3 separate regions of the Pan troglodytes genome follow, and regions 2 and 3 are each linked to region 1. The links are chromatin contacts, called in public HiChIP or PLAC-seq maps. All regions are on one chromosome and are shown on one strand. The core of a region is the stretch at or near the end of the contact, and the rest is flanking DNA. Distances in the headings are between cores, read along the strand shown. Region 1 holds the start of TNFRSF1A (TNF receptor superfamily member 1A). Region 2 holds the start of NCAPD2 (non-SMC condensin I complex subunit D2). Region 3 holds the start of VAMP1 (vesicle associated membrane protein 1).

The links. HiChIP or PLAC-seq counts read pairs in DNA pulled down with a chosen protein or histone mark.
Region 2: an H3K4me3 HiChIP or PLAC-seq map of stem cell-derived excitatory neurons shows a contact between it and region 1, with 4 times the contacts expected there. The contact joins the promoter of NCAPD2 here to the promoter of TNFRSF1A in region 1. A contact is called at or near these places in 1 of 7 Hi-C or Micro-C datasets (stem cell-derived neural progenitor cells) and 1 of 1 datasets of contacts at active chromatin or transcription factors (stem cell-derived excitatory neurons).
Region 3: a contact with region 1 is called in an H3K4me3 HiChIP or PLAC-seq map of stem cell-derived excitatory neurons, with 5 times the contacts expected there. The contact joins the promoter of VAMP1 here to the promoter of TNFRSF1A in region 1. A contact is called at or near these places in 2 of 7 Hi-C or Micro-C datasets (induced pluripotent stem cells and stem cell-derived neural progenitor cells), 1 of 1 datasets of contacts at active chromatin or transcription factors (stem cell-derived excitatory neurons) and 1 of 1 other capture datasets (stem cell-derived neural stem cells).

Annotation. Positions count from the first base shown.
Region 1 is chr10:13,521,803-13,526,477 of NHGRI_mPanTro3-v2.0_pri, forward strand. TNFRSF1A (TNF receptor superfamily member 1A) reads right to left here and starts at 2,094. Exons shown (of 10, transcript XM_009424666.4): 1 at 1,202-2,094. The coding sequence starts at 1,240.
Region 2 is chr10:13,674,075-13,678,749 of NHGRI_mPanTro3-v2.0_pri, forward strand. NCAPD2 (non-SMC condensin I complex subunit D2) reads left to right here and starts at 2,872. Exons shown (of 32, transcript XM_001161664.8): 1 at 2,872-3,177; 2 at 4,061-4,210. The coding sequence starts at 4,084. It overlaps MRPL51 (mitochondrial ribosomal protein L51), which reads right to left and starts at 2,382. Exons shown (of 3, transcript XM_508954.7): 1 at 2,081-2,382; 2 at 1,885-1,995; 3 at 1,173-1,490. The coding sequence starts at 2,159. The coding sequence ends at 1,294.
Region 3 is chr10:13,651,708-13,656,382 of NHGRI_mPanTro3-v2.0_pri, forward strand. It overlaps VAMP1 (vesicle associated membrane protein 1), which reads right to left and starts at 2,399. Exons shown (of 9, transcript XR_010147949.1): 1 at 1,836-2,399.

The DNA of each region.
Region 1 (4,675 bases), core at 844-3,343:
CAGAGCGGAGCAGAGAGGAGGGGAAGGAGGATTAGCGAGAAAAGATTTCAAAAAAAGAGGCTCTGAGAAGTCTGAGGAGAGTCTGGGGAGATTGCTGGAAGAAAGGAATGGTAGGAGAGGAAGAGTATAAGGCACTAAAGAGAGGGGAGGTAGGCGCAGCCTTCAGAGGCCGGGCAGGGCAGGGCCACAACAGGGCAGGGAAAATCTGCCCGACTAGATGGGCCCAGGACATCTGAACAGGATGATTCCCGGACCAAGACGTGGAGGACGATCAAGGATACATTGAAACAAGGCTGAGGCCAGAGAAAGGGACATTTTCCAGTGACGAAAACAACTTTCTACCAACTTCCCCAAACTGAACTGTAGAATAAGATACCAAGGGATTGTTGTTTAGGTCTGTGAGAAGCAGCGGGGAGGGGAAGCTGGAGGACAGGCCCAGGGACACTGACCAGGTGGGGGTAGGACTAGCTCCCTGGGAAGGCTCAGTCCCACAGCGGCCACCTGCCTAGCAGCAGGCAAAAGGGTAAAGAATGTCCCCAGGTGAGAGGCCGGGGCTTGGCCAGGGCACTGGGGACACTGTCCACTGGGTTGCCCTGCCCCATCCAGTGTCCCAGCCCATTCTCAAATACCTCCCACCATGAGCATCCCAAACCCACCACACCAGCCCATCCCCACTCCTCAACTCACTCCCCCACTTCACCAGCCGCCAAAATCCTGCCCTACAGGGTGTGCTCCACCAAGTTCCACAGGCAGCCTCGCCTCCCCACGGCCCAACACCCTCCAGGCCAGCCAGCTGACCGGAGGGACAGAATTCAGAACCGTCTGGACTCCCCGAGCGCTAACCTTCCTACTCCCACTCCCTTCTTTTGCCCGCCAAATCTGCCCCACCCTGGGCCTATCTCCTGCCCACATTCCCTTGGCCCCCCACAAACTTCCACGGCTGTCAGGGGCCAGGGCTTCCTTTTACTCTCTCCCTTTCAAACTTCTCCCATTCCCCTGCCTCAGCGCAGCCCTTACTCCAAAAGGCGGATGAATGGGGAACCCCACACTGGCAGTGGCTGAGGTTAGGACCTGCAGGCCTGAGGCTGGCGCCAGGACCAGGCCCGGGCAGGAGAGGCTCGGCCCCCTCCCGGAGAGGGCCCACGCCGGCCGGAAGGTGCCTCGCCCACCAGCCCACTCTTCCCTTTGTCCCCGGTCTCACCAGTGGCAGCAGCAGGTCAGGCACGGTGGAGAGGCCCATGCCAGACAGCTATGGCCTCTCACTCCCCCATTTGGGCTCAGGGCAGTGTGGCAGCGGCAGTGCTGGAGGCTTCCCGGGACTCGGTCTGTCCAGGACGTCCCAAGTGCCTTGGGGTGACAGTTGAGGATTGAGACTCGGGCATAGAGATCACGGCCTGGTCCCAGTGATCTTGAACCCCAAAGGCCAGAACTGGAGCCTGAGTCCAGAGAATTCTGAGAAAATTAAAGCAGAGAGGAGGGGAGAGAAGGTGGGAGGGGAAGAGTGAGGCGGTGTTGCAACAGCGGGACAGGAAGAGCTGGAGGAGGAGGCCACAGGAGGCGGGAGGAGGAGGCCCAACGTTCTTTAACTCTTTGTAGTCCAGTCACAAGCACAGGAGTCCCAGATCTGGCTGCCTTGTGCCCCCAACCCACCAATCCCACCACTCCCAACCAAACACCAAGGGGCAATAAGCCCCTTGCCCGCATCACTAGCCTTTCCCAGATGGATCACAGCAGTGAAAAGATCCAGAGTTTGGGAGTCAAATTCTCTGGGTTCTAATTCAGAATGCTTAGCTTTTTAGCTAAGAATGTGTCTTGGACACATAACTGAACTTCTCAGACACATAACTGAACCTCTCTGGATCTGTTTTCCAATTCGCAGAGTGGAGATAACCTGTCTCCTGGGGTTCCTGTAAGGATTTGTTCAGATGGGAGAGATATAGATAAGCGTCCGACACATGATAGGTACTCCATGTCCCTTAGTAATCCTCCCCTTTACTCCAGAGTTCTTCACTAGCCTCCTAGTCTCCCTCTTTCTTGGGAATTTACTGATCCAATCCAAACCTCAAAGTAAGTCCCAACCCTCGTTTTCTGCCCTGACTGGCTGCCTGCCATTCCTCACCCCAGGTCTCATCCAGTCTCTGCCTGGCCAGGTCCCCCCACCCTGCCCCACTGTTGATCCTGGCTCTGCCCCCAATCATGCGACATCAGGCAACTCCTCTCCTAAGCCTCTGTTGGTTCCTTGTTTATTAAACAGGGGTAACAATGTCTGCCCACCTACATGGGGAAAGTGATGCCATGAGAATCAATGAGACATATCCACGAAGCTGCCGTGGAAATAAAGATACCTCCATCAGGTGTTCCTAGCATATTCCCAGTGCCCTTTTCCTAAATATTCCAATACATCAATTACAACTCACCTTACAGATCATCAACTACAACCCCCTAGGTTTTTTTATTTCTTCGTTTGCTTGTTTTTCATTTTTGTTTTTGTTTTGAGGGTCCGCTCTGTTTCCCAGGCTGGAGTGCAGTGGTACCATCACAGCTCACTGCAGCCTCGACCTCCCAGGCTCAAGTAATCCTCCCACCTCAGCCTCCCAAGTAGCTGGGACTATAGGTGCATACCACCACGCCTGGGTAATTTTTGTATTTTTTGTAGAGACAGGGTCTCACCATGTTACACAGGCAGGTCTTGAACTCCTGGGCCCAAATGATCTGCCCACCTCAGCCTCCTAAAGTGCTAGGATTACAGGTGTGAGCCACCATGCCCACCCAACTGCCCGGTTTTATAGAGGAGAAAACTGAGGTCCAGAAACCCAATGTGCCAGGAGGCAGAGCCAACAGAGAACCCCAGACTCCCGACTGCCAGTCCAAGGGCCCCTTTGGCTATGAGAGACACACTGCCACTTTTTCTGTCACTGAGTCAGACCCCACATCCTGACTCTGGTTACTTTATGCCATCCTCATTGATGCAGACATCTCCCAAGAGAATCCTACAACAAAGGTACCACATTTACCCAACTATCTTCTTGGTACAATGACCTTCCCTACATCCAGCCCCGCCCAAGGGCCTGCAGCTGCTGAGGCTGCTAGAAATGCAGGCAGACAGAGAAGAGGGAGGTCCTAGGGCTTTGGAACTTGAAACCAGAGCTCCTCACCCCTTGTCCCTCCGAGATGACCTCCCAGCCCCAAGTCCACCGTCCCCTGGCTCTTCCTGGCTTCCCCTCTGTGATCCGTAGATGAGAATGGAGCTTCAGTGTCCCTCACTGCGGGGGGAGCTGACTTTACTCCACCCCATCGTCCAGCTTCTGGAGAACTGTAGGGTTGAAGCGGGATTCAGAAAGGAAGCAGCTCACCACCATCACAAAGGGAGACCCCAGGGACAGGAGAAGCGAAGCCAAAGCAGTGTTCTTGAAGAAGCAGGAGCCTCAGAATCAAGTGCAAGTTTCCAGTATGAAGCAGCGAGAGGAACCTCGGTCTGCTCATCTAAAAAATGGGAAACCTGCTGGTACCCTTCACCGAGCTAGCTTGATGCTTAAATCAAGCATATAAAGTGTTTAGCAAGTGTTTGCCATATATTAAGCATTTAGTAAGTGGTAGCAATTAATTTTTTTTTTGAAACAGGAGCTTGCTCTCACCCAGGCTAAAGTGCAATGGTGCAATCATAGCTCACCTAACCTAGAACTCCTGGCCTCAAGCTAGCCTCCCACATCAGCCTTCCGAGTGGCTAAGACTACCATCGCACACCACTATGCCCAGCTAGTTGTATTAATGATTAATAACAACTTCAGAAGGATAAGTGATACAGGGGAGTGTGGTATGTGAGAGGGCGGCAAAAAAAAAAAAAAAAAAAAAAAGGCAGAGCATGGTGGCTCACGCCTGCAATCCTAGCACTTTGGGAGGCTGAGGTGGGCGGATCACAAGGTCAGGAGTTCGAGACCAACCTGACCAACATGGTGAAACCCTGTCTCTACTAAATATACAAAATTAGCCGGGCGTGGTGGCGTGTGCCTGTAATCCCAGCTACTCAGGAGGCTGAGGCAGGAGAATTGCTTGAACCCAGGAGGCAGAGGTTGCAGTGAGCCGAGATCCTGCCAGTGCACTCCAGCCTGGGTGACAGAGCAAGACTCTGTATTAAAAAAAGAAACCAACTTCAATGTCCTATTTTTTTTTTTTTTTTTTTGAGTTTCACTCTTGTTGCCCAGGCTGAAGTGCAGTGGCGCAATCTCGGCTCACTGCAACCTCTGACTCCCGGATTCAAGCAATTCTCCTGCCTCAGCCTCCCGAGTAGCTAGGATTATAGGCATGTGCCATCATGCCCGGCTAATGTTTTGTATTTAGTAGAGACGGGGTTTCACCGTGTTAGCCAGGCTGGTCTCAAACTCCTGACTTCAGGTGATCCACCCACCCTGGCCTCCCAAAGTGCTGGGATTACAGGCATGATCCACCACGCCCGGCCTCAATGTCCTATTTTTAATGTTGTAAGGTATTTCTAATAGTCTGTGCAAAGCGCCAAAGCCGTGACACATAGCCTGGCACAAAAGGAGAATATTTTTCAATATTTAGGATACCTGCTTATTTACTCAATAACTTTACAACTTTGACATGTCATATTACATTTTTCAATAAAATTTTGTTTAGAAAAAAAAGATGATGAGAAGTGAGTGGATCTAGGAAT
Region 2 (4,675 bases), core at 1,622-4,121, 150 kb after region 1:
TTTTTTTGAGACAGTCTCACCCCAGTTGCTCAGGCTGGAATGCAGTGGCATGATCTCAGCTCACTGCAGCCTCAAACTCCTGGGCTCAGGTGATCTTCCCACCTCAGCCTCTTGTGTAGCTGGGACTGCAGGCACGCAGAACCATGAGTAGCTGGAACTACAGGCATGCAGAACCATGCCCAGCTAAGTTGTTGTTTTTTTTTTTTTGAGAGAGTCTTGCTCTGTTGCTCAGGCTGGAGTGCAGTGGCACGATCTCGGCTCACTGCAAGCTCCACCTCCCAGGTTCAAGTGATTCTCCTGCCTCAGACACCTGAGTAGCTGGGACTACAGGCGTCCGCCACCACTCCTGGCTAATTTTTTTGTTTGTTTTTGTATTTTCAGTAGAGACAGGGCTGTGTTAGCCAGGATAGTCTCGATCTCCTGAGCTCGTGGTCCGCCCCACTCCGCCTCCCAAGGTGCTGGGATTACAGGCAGGAGCCACCGCACCCGGCCACTTTATTTTTAGTAGAGACGGAGTTTCACCATGTCGCCCAGACCAGTCTCAAATTCCTGTCTCCAAGCAATCCTCCCACCTCAGCCTCCCAAAATGCTGGGATTACATGTGGGCACCATTCTGCCCATCTGTAATTTTTAAAAATTATTATTAAAAAAGAACAAAACACATAGATGCCCTAGACTCAACTCAGCTCTACTGATCAATCTTTAGGGGTTAGGACTAGGCTTTTGAAATGTTAAAACACCCAGAAAACTGATGACCAGTCAGGCTTAGTATCCCCCATCTCTACCACTCATATGGTACTTAATGTTTCATATTTAAATGGAAAGGACACCTCACACTTTTTTGTTTTTCCTATAGTTCCTACTCAGAGAATATGCCTAATAAATATTTTATGAGAGTAGTACAGAAGTATGACTCCATTTTTCTCTTATATTTCATTTCAGTGTGGCTCTTTAGAAACACTATTAACATAACAGCATTATGTCAAAAAGCGCCAATAACATTCTCACCAACTTTTCTTTTTAAAGGCATTAGGTATAGCTAGACTGTAAAAGGCAAGTGGTGTGAAGCCCAAACCTAAGATCCTAAGATCTAGGATGAGTCAAGACTTCATAGTCTACATGAGTGAGTAGAGGCAGCATCTAGAGGAAAACAAAAGTATGTGGCTATCAAATTCCAAAGAAGCCCCATTTTATTACAGAGAAAGTACAAAGCCGTTTCCTCACAGGGAAAAGTACAGTTTCCCTTCTCCAGGGTGACAGATGAGCCTTTTCCGAAGTTCTCAGCTTTCTCTTCTATCGAAACTTCCCATGTCGGTTAAAGTGTTTGTAGAGATAGCGGATGCGTTTATTAAGGTTGTGCAGGTCATCAGCGAACATTCTACTTCCAACCATTTTCCTCTTTCGGATACAACGTTGCAATTCATTCCCTTTCCAACCTCGAAGCCATATGGGCCCCCTGATCAGTTCTTTGGGGTGCTTTTCAAAGTTTCCTGTGTAATGTGAGAGAACACATTAGATCCAAGACAAGAGAACCCATCCTACACCAGCTAAGCTTTCAACCCACGGTTGCATCTTGCTGAGCAGCACCTATAGACAAGGCACATTACAGTACAGAACAATAGCACAGACTCTGCAGCCAGACTGCTTGGGGTTAAAATTCTGATGCTGCCATTTATTAACTTTGGAAAAATTGTTTATTTTTACTTATGAAGTAAAAATTATACGAGGGCACTCAGAACAGTGCCAAACACAATGTAAACAGCTACATAAGTGTTTGCTCTTACTATTGAGCACAGTACCACTCTCTACACAGGAGGAAAAGATAGTCGTTACAGCGTAATTGCCATTCTGAAATTGTGTACCACGTCGAAGGTCAAGTCTTACCCAGGATCCCGATGTTGTCATACACTCCGAACATGGCCCTTTTCTCGTTCCAACGATCAACCACTTTGGGGGGCGGGAGAGTGAGCCTTATACCGATCAATCTAGGCACATCTGGGGATGGGGAAGGGAGGGAATTAATCTGAGCCGCCTATTATACTACGAAGCAGTTATCGGGGTGTCTACATCAGCCACTTACCAAGAGAGAAGCTTCTGCACGCCAGAGGCACCCAGTCCCACAGGCGCCTACCTGCCCCGGATAAGAGGTTCCCTGCCATTTCTCTAGTCTCCCCCCTTCAACAGCACACCAAATAAGCCCAAGAAGATGACAGGAACCGTCCCCGCCAACTTCACACGAGTACTAAGGCGAAGGCAGCCATTTTGGGCCTTACCCAAGCAGCTGTGGGCGCACCGCCCACCTACGCCCCATCCGCAACAGCCACAAGCCCCGCCCCCCGGGTTCCGGCCGGAGGGGCCTCTACCACCCTTCCCGCCTTAGTGCTTCCGGTCCGCCTGCCGGAAGTTTTGGAGCGCCGGACAAGCTGAGGTCCGCGACTCGTCGCTAAGATTCCCCAAAACTGAGATTTCAAGAAAATTCACCCTTTCCGCTTTCTTTGGCGTCCTTCAACCGTGAAGGAAATGAAGGTTGAGAACCTGGAACCCGCTTCCAAAGACCAAGCCCTTTCTCTGTGCCTCACAACAGTCTTGCGCTGTAGCTGTTTTTATTACCCCTATTTTACTACTGGGGAGGAGATTTGAGGTCCTGAAAGTGAAGTGACTTGCTGGACGTCACTTAGCAGAGGAGATGGCGAAACCTGGATTAGAGGCGATGCCTTCTAACTCCCAGCGTGGATTTGCCTCCTTTCCTGGGGGTGACTGAATGCCCAGCCAGGGACGCGACATCTCCGGCCGGCAGAAATACGGCCTCCTCCCCGCCGACTGGGCAAACGGGGACCTTGCGGCCAAGGAGGGATTCGCAGGCGGGCCGGGGGTGGGAGCGGGGGCCGGAGCCGGAGCCTTGGCCCGCCCCCGGGCGGTGCTGTGATTGGCCGGCCGCTCCGGCGAGCGTCGCGATTGGCCTTCCTGCAGCCGTTGAGATTTGAACTCGGTATTTGTGGCTTTGCCCGCGCGTTGCCAGACTCAGAGGCGGCCCTTTGCCTCTGCCTGCCGGGGATTGGCCGGATTCTCCGCCGACTTGAAAACTGCCTTGCTAATTGGTGCGTGTTGTGCACGCGTGTTTTTTCCTTTTCATTTCAGCCTGACTGCCGGAATCAGAGCCGCGGGTGAGATCCCCAGGTAAGATGTGGTGTTGCAGGTCGTAAAAGAGTAGGAAAGTCGAGTACATGGCAGTGTGACCCAGTCTTGGGCAAAATACAATAGGCCTAGTAGGTATATCCCTGGGCGCGATGTGGGAGAAACTGTAAGTCTCACAGATCCGCAACGGAAGATGTTAAGCAAATCGCTTAACAGATCCGCAACGGAAGATGTTAAGCAAATCGCTTAACTTTCTTACTTCAATTTCCGCTCTGTAAACTCATTTGTATTATTATGCACCTCATGGGATTGAGGTTAGGAGACTTAGATCAGATATGATACATGCAAACAGCCTAACAGACTTGGCACAGGATAAATAAATCATCATTGTTAATGCTCTTACCATTCTGGTGCAGGAAGCCCACTAGCCCATGCTGGGGCACTGTTTTGGCCTCAGATGAGATCAGACCATTCTCTCTATACTTAAGGAGCTTTGCACATAAAAATGGAAATAATAATACTTTGCACATTAATATGCCACTTTATAGTTCTTTAAACACCTTCGTACTGCTTGATTTGTTTGATCATCAGAGCAACTTTGTGAAGTAATCAGAGTTTAGTAACCCTGTTTTTACAGATAAAGCCCAGGGGTTTAAGTGTCAAGACCAAGTGCCAAAGTCACTACTAGAATTAGTTTCTAGTCCAGGGTCAATCTCAGATCCCGTAAGATAATGTTGCTAGCTTGCTATAAAACTAAAAGCCATTATATATGTTGGGGGTGGGGAAGTAACAAAACCAGATGATGTTACTAGCTTGCTGTAAAACTAAAAGCCATTATATATGTTGGGGATGGGAAAGTAATAGAACCAGATACGAAGACAGGTCTTGAATATAGACCCTGACCTTTTCACTGTTTGGTTTCTAGCCCTGTGAGCCTGTAGGAGTAGAATGGCTCCCCAAATGTATGAGTTCCATCTGCCATTATCCCCAGAGGAGTTGTTGAAAAGTGGAGGGGTGAATCAGTATGTTGTGCAAGAGGTACTGTCCATCAAACATCTTCCACCACAGCTTAGAGGTAAGAGTCCATAGCTGTCACTGTACCTAGCTCTTTCAAAGGACCATCTCACATGGAATTGCTACATTGTCATTTCTGTTCCACTACACCAGGAAGCATCATAAGAGCAAGAAACATGTTTTTCCTATTTTGCTGTTTTATCCTAAAATTGCATGGGATGCATGACCCAAAGAGTACATTCATTAACTTCCTTTTCTGGATTAGTCAAAAACAGTCTTGGTGTATGTGATTACTCTTTGGGGAAAAGTTATTTTCCATCTTTACCCCTTACCGTGTGTCAAAATTAAGTCCTGGTGGATTTAAGAGTTATAGGAGTGGATCGCTTTTTCAGAATATCTCGGATTTAACCCGACCTGTTTTTGGTAATACCTTTTTAGAGTCTAGGTATCTTCCTTCCAAGATGTGCAATTATGGGGACAAAAACCCATAATATATATGTACCACTGCAACACTGAGCAATATATG
Region 3 (4,675 bases), core at 1,149-3,648, 130 kb after region 1:
TCAAAGTTAGTGTGTGGTCTTCAAGACAAACTCCTCTCCATGTCCCAAAACACGGAGGCTAAACTCACCTCCTAAAGAATTCCCGGAAGTATAACCTAAGTCATGAGATGTTCTCGGCCAAGGAAGCACCCACAGGCAGGGGGGAGATCTCTCAAATTTGATGGAGAATAGAAATTACAGTAAGAACTCCTCAAACAGAAGCAGAATCTCACCAAACATACTTCACAGGAGCAGTCCAAGAGTAAATGCAACAAAAATGAAACCACAAAGTCACCTAAAAGGAAATTATTTGACTAATTACAATAGAACTAATACCCAGAAGCTCATTCTCCTTGATTAAGTGAATTTCTTTTAGTCTAAAAAGAAAGAGAATAACTCCTCAGAGAGGCTATGGTAGCAGATTACACCTGACTCATTCCCCATTTGAAGAATCACTTTTCCATTTCCCTCTAAGGTGCAAAGGAGGTAAAGCAAAGATAGACACAAAGTCATGGGAGCCACAAGACTCTTGTCCTGCCACTGAGCTAGCTAAGCAATCTAGCTCTCGACTTAAGGCAGAAAATTCAATGAGTAGGTAGCAGCCAGTGTTGGAAGCAGTCCAGGATGGTGGCACCAATGACAAGATTAAGGTCAGAGACCTCGTGATGCCCCGCTAGCCACCACGATTTTTCTGTTGCCTTCTGTTCATCCCACGTAGATACTATCTGGAAGCCCCCTCCCCAAAATGAAAACAACTGGAATTCTACGGCTTGCCCAAAATGCATAGAACACTCATATCTGGTTAAAACCATAGAGATCAAAAAGAAAAAGTGAAATGGCTATGAAGTATTTGCAAGGCCAATTTCACTTACTACTTGTTGGGAGTTGGAAACACTCAACAGTAAAATATCTAGGGATAATTACAACCCTTATGTAACACAAGTAAATCCTTCCCTTTTTTGTCACTTAGAGAAGCAACATAAATACATCTAGGACCAGGCCAGGGTAGTAATCAGAAAGAAAAATCTGTATTAGACATATTGAGGTCTTGACAGAGAAGTACTTCGTTTGTTTAGCCGTAGTTTTCCCTCAGGATCTTGCGAAGGGGGTGATGTTGAAGACTGCTGGAGACTAAACTGTGTGTGTTGGAGGAAAGGGGGAAAGCTCAGCTCTCCCTATTTCTCCTCCAACTATTTGGTAAGACTCGGTGATAGAAAAACATCTCCTATACGAATGGCCGTGGTATGAATAGCCGCTTGGGATGACAGGCCACTATCCCACTACCCCTTGAGTCTTTCTGAGCTGCTCACCTGGTGCCAGAGAACTGGCAGATAAGTTTCTGCAGCTTTGCTCACTGCCATGAGGGGGGCTAGACATCACACTTTGGGTGAGGGGTAAACAAGTCCAGAGATTGTAGGGCAACACAAGTTACCAACTGGCAGTTGCACCCATGACTGTCTTTCCTGAGGCGCTGAGTAGTGATTTAGCCAGATGACAGAAATACCTTTCGAGTCCCCTGCCCAGTTGTCTCCATCCACCACCCTCAGCCCCCGCCCTCTCCGAGTCTCCACTATACCAAAACCAGAATGAGGCGCCACTCAGACGAGAGGAGAGGGTGCAATGATTGTGGGACCCCTGCGCCCCTGCCCCGCCCGTGGGGTGCTAGCTGTGGCTGGTGCGAGAATGGGGTGCTGGCCCCCCTCCCTGGGGGTGGCCCGGTCCGGAGACGGCGCGCGGTGGTAGTTCCCCGCGTTGCTGCAGCTGCTGCATTGCGCCATTTTCCGTCCCGCAGAGTCGGGAGCTTGGGGCGAGAGTTGTCAAGGAGGTGCCGAGCCCCCACACCAGAGTCAACTCACATTTTTCTGACAGAGAGAGTGAGGGTCTGTTCCTCTCCGGAGGCTGCGGCGAGACACCCGGCGAGGGACGCTGCGGCTGAAGTGGACGGAACTGCCAAGCTCCGCCTCGCGCCGACCACCCCGCGGTCTAGCTGCGGTGGAACTTACTGCAGCTGCCGCGCCGGCCCCCGCCTTTATTAGTGCTGACCACGCCTCCCGGATAACGGTGACAACCCCGCGGCCCAATCCATGCCCAGGACGGTCGCCCAGCGCTACAGGCCTAGCCCGCCCCGCCCCTGCCAATTGCCAGTCACAACTCTCCTCTCATCCGACTCCGGAAAGGAGCGGTTGCTGTGAGGGTCCTTCAGTGATCAATGCGACCATAGTTTGCGCTCCAGTCTGGCGGAGGGACGGGGCGGGGTGGAGATGAGGTCTGTCCCTTCGGAGGGCGCTTCAGCAGTTTGTTAGGCATTTGTGGTGCCTCCCAACCAATCGCTGGGCAGTTACTGAAGACCGTGCCCGCCCCTGCCCCACCCCGCGCCGGGATTCGCGCATTCAGCTGGAGGCGGTGGCTTCCTGGTGCGCGCCCAGCCCTGGTGCCCTGCTCTGGCCCTCGCTCCGCACCACCGCCCCGCCTCTGACTAACGCTCTGAGAGGGTGCAGGAGCCTCGAGACACAGCCACAAACTCCCGGTGCCAGATACCGGATGCGGGGTTCCGTCCCAGCAAAGCAAGCACGAAGCTTTCGTTCATTCGTTTCTTTCAACATAGCCTTCCTAAATTGAACTCCCTCCCAAACCTGCTCCAGTCGAGGTTACCACATCGACTCAGTTGCCCAGACCAGAAACGTGGAAACCATCCTAGATTTCCTCCCCTTCACTTTTACCTCTCCCCCAGTAATCTGCCAAGTCGAGTTGATTTTTCCTTCTTGGCATTCCAGTGATTATCTCCCCTCTGCTCACTATTATCCCTTTCCTGGACTCCATCAGTTGGAAAATTCACCATTATTTTATGTCCCGCTAAGAAAAAAGGTTACAAGGCCGGGCGCAGTGGCTCACACCTGTAATCCCAGCACTTTGGGAGGCCGAGTCAGGCAGATTACCTGAGATCAGGAATTCGAGACCAGCCTGGCCAACATGGCGAAACCTCTGTCTCTACTAAAAATACAAAACAGCCAGGCGTGGTGGCGGGCGCCTGTAATCCCAGCTACTCGTGAGGCTGAGATAAGAGAATCGCTTGAACCCGGGAGCCGGCGGTTGCAGTGAGCCGAGATCACGCCACTGCACTCCAGCCTGGGCAACAGAGCAAGACCCTGTTTCAAAAAAAAAAGAAAAAAGGTTGCAAATTATCTGTGACAAATGCTTTCCTTACCACTTAGCATTTTTGTTTTACATGTATTGAAAATATGGGTTTATATACATACCGATTTCTATATTTCACTCTTGTGCATGCATAAAAAGGGAAATAGAAAACAATAACATGGTAACTATCCCTAAAACTTCACAGAGACTGATTGTTAATGATTCATTTTTTTGACTCAGTCTTGGATGTCCACGAATTTCCACGCAATGTAGTCCTCTGTGCATTTCATAAGGGCTTTGGTGATGCAGCATTTCCTAAGAGTGTTCCTCTCCAGGCTCTAGAGTTTTCTTCCAAGCCTCAGACACCCATTTGGCAAGCTTTGATGCTCATGAGCAGGTATGACAAATATAGTTTGACTGCTGTCTGACTAATAGCTAAAGTGAAACATCCCAATTAGAAGATATTGAAATGCAAAAAAACAAACAAGCACACACAAAAAAACCCAAGTGCCTCCTAAGATCAATGATACATCATTCTGCTTCCAGTCTTGCCATCCTTTACATCTATTCTCTAAAAAGTCCACCAAAGTTATCTATCCAAATGCCACAAGTCTTCTTAAGGAAACAATTGCACTTGGAAACATAATGCATTCATCATATGTGTTTATCCCATTCTCCTCCTGAAACCACATCAAAATGGCAAGTTAGGGGGAAAAATGACAATTTGGGAAAATTTGCAAAAAATTATAAGCCCCCAAAGACAAAAAGAATGGGGCCGGGCGTGGTGGCTCACTCCCATAGTCCCAGCTACTTGGGGGGCTGAGGCGGAAGGACAGCTTGAGCCCAGATGTTCCGGTTGCAGTGAGCCGAGATCACGCCACTGCCCTCCCACCTGGGTGACAAAATGAGACCCTATCTCCAAAAGAAAAGAAAAAGGGCCAGGCGCAGTAACTCACACCTGTAATCCCAGAAATGTGGGAGGCCAAGGAGGGCGGATCACTTGAAGCCAGGAGTTCAAGACCAACCTGGCTAACGCAGCAAAATCCCGTCTCTACTAAAAATACAAAAATTAGCTGGGCATGGACGCCTGTAGTCCCAGCTACTCGGGAGACTGAGGCAGGAGGATCACTTGAACCCGGGAGGCGGAGGCTGCAGTAAGCCGAGATCTTGCCACTGCAGTCCAACCTGGACAACAGAATGAGACTGTCTCAAAAAAAAAAAAGAAAGAAAGAAAGAAAGAAAGAAAGAAAGAAAGAAAGAAAGAAAGAAAGAAAGAGAAAAGAAAAAAAAAAGAAAAGAAAAAAGAATGGGAGGAAATATTTCTGGCAGCATGAATGCCTATTTATCCCCACCAACTTTCCCCTGAAAAAAAACTTAAAATCGGGGCCGGGCGCGGTGGCTCACGTTTGTAATCCCAGCACTTTGGGAGGCCGAGGCGGGCGGATCACGAGGTCAGGAGATCGAGACCATCCTGGCTAACACGGTGAAACCCCGTCTCTACTAAAAATACAAAAAAATTAGCCGGGCGTGATGGTGGGCGCCTGTAGTCCCAGCTACTCGG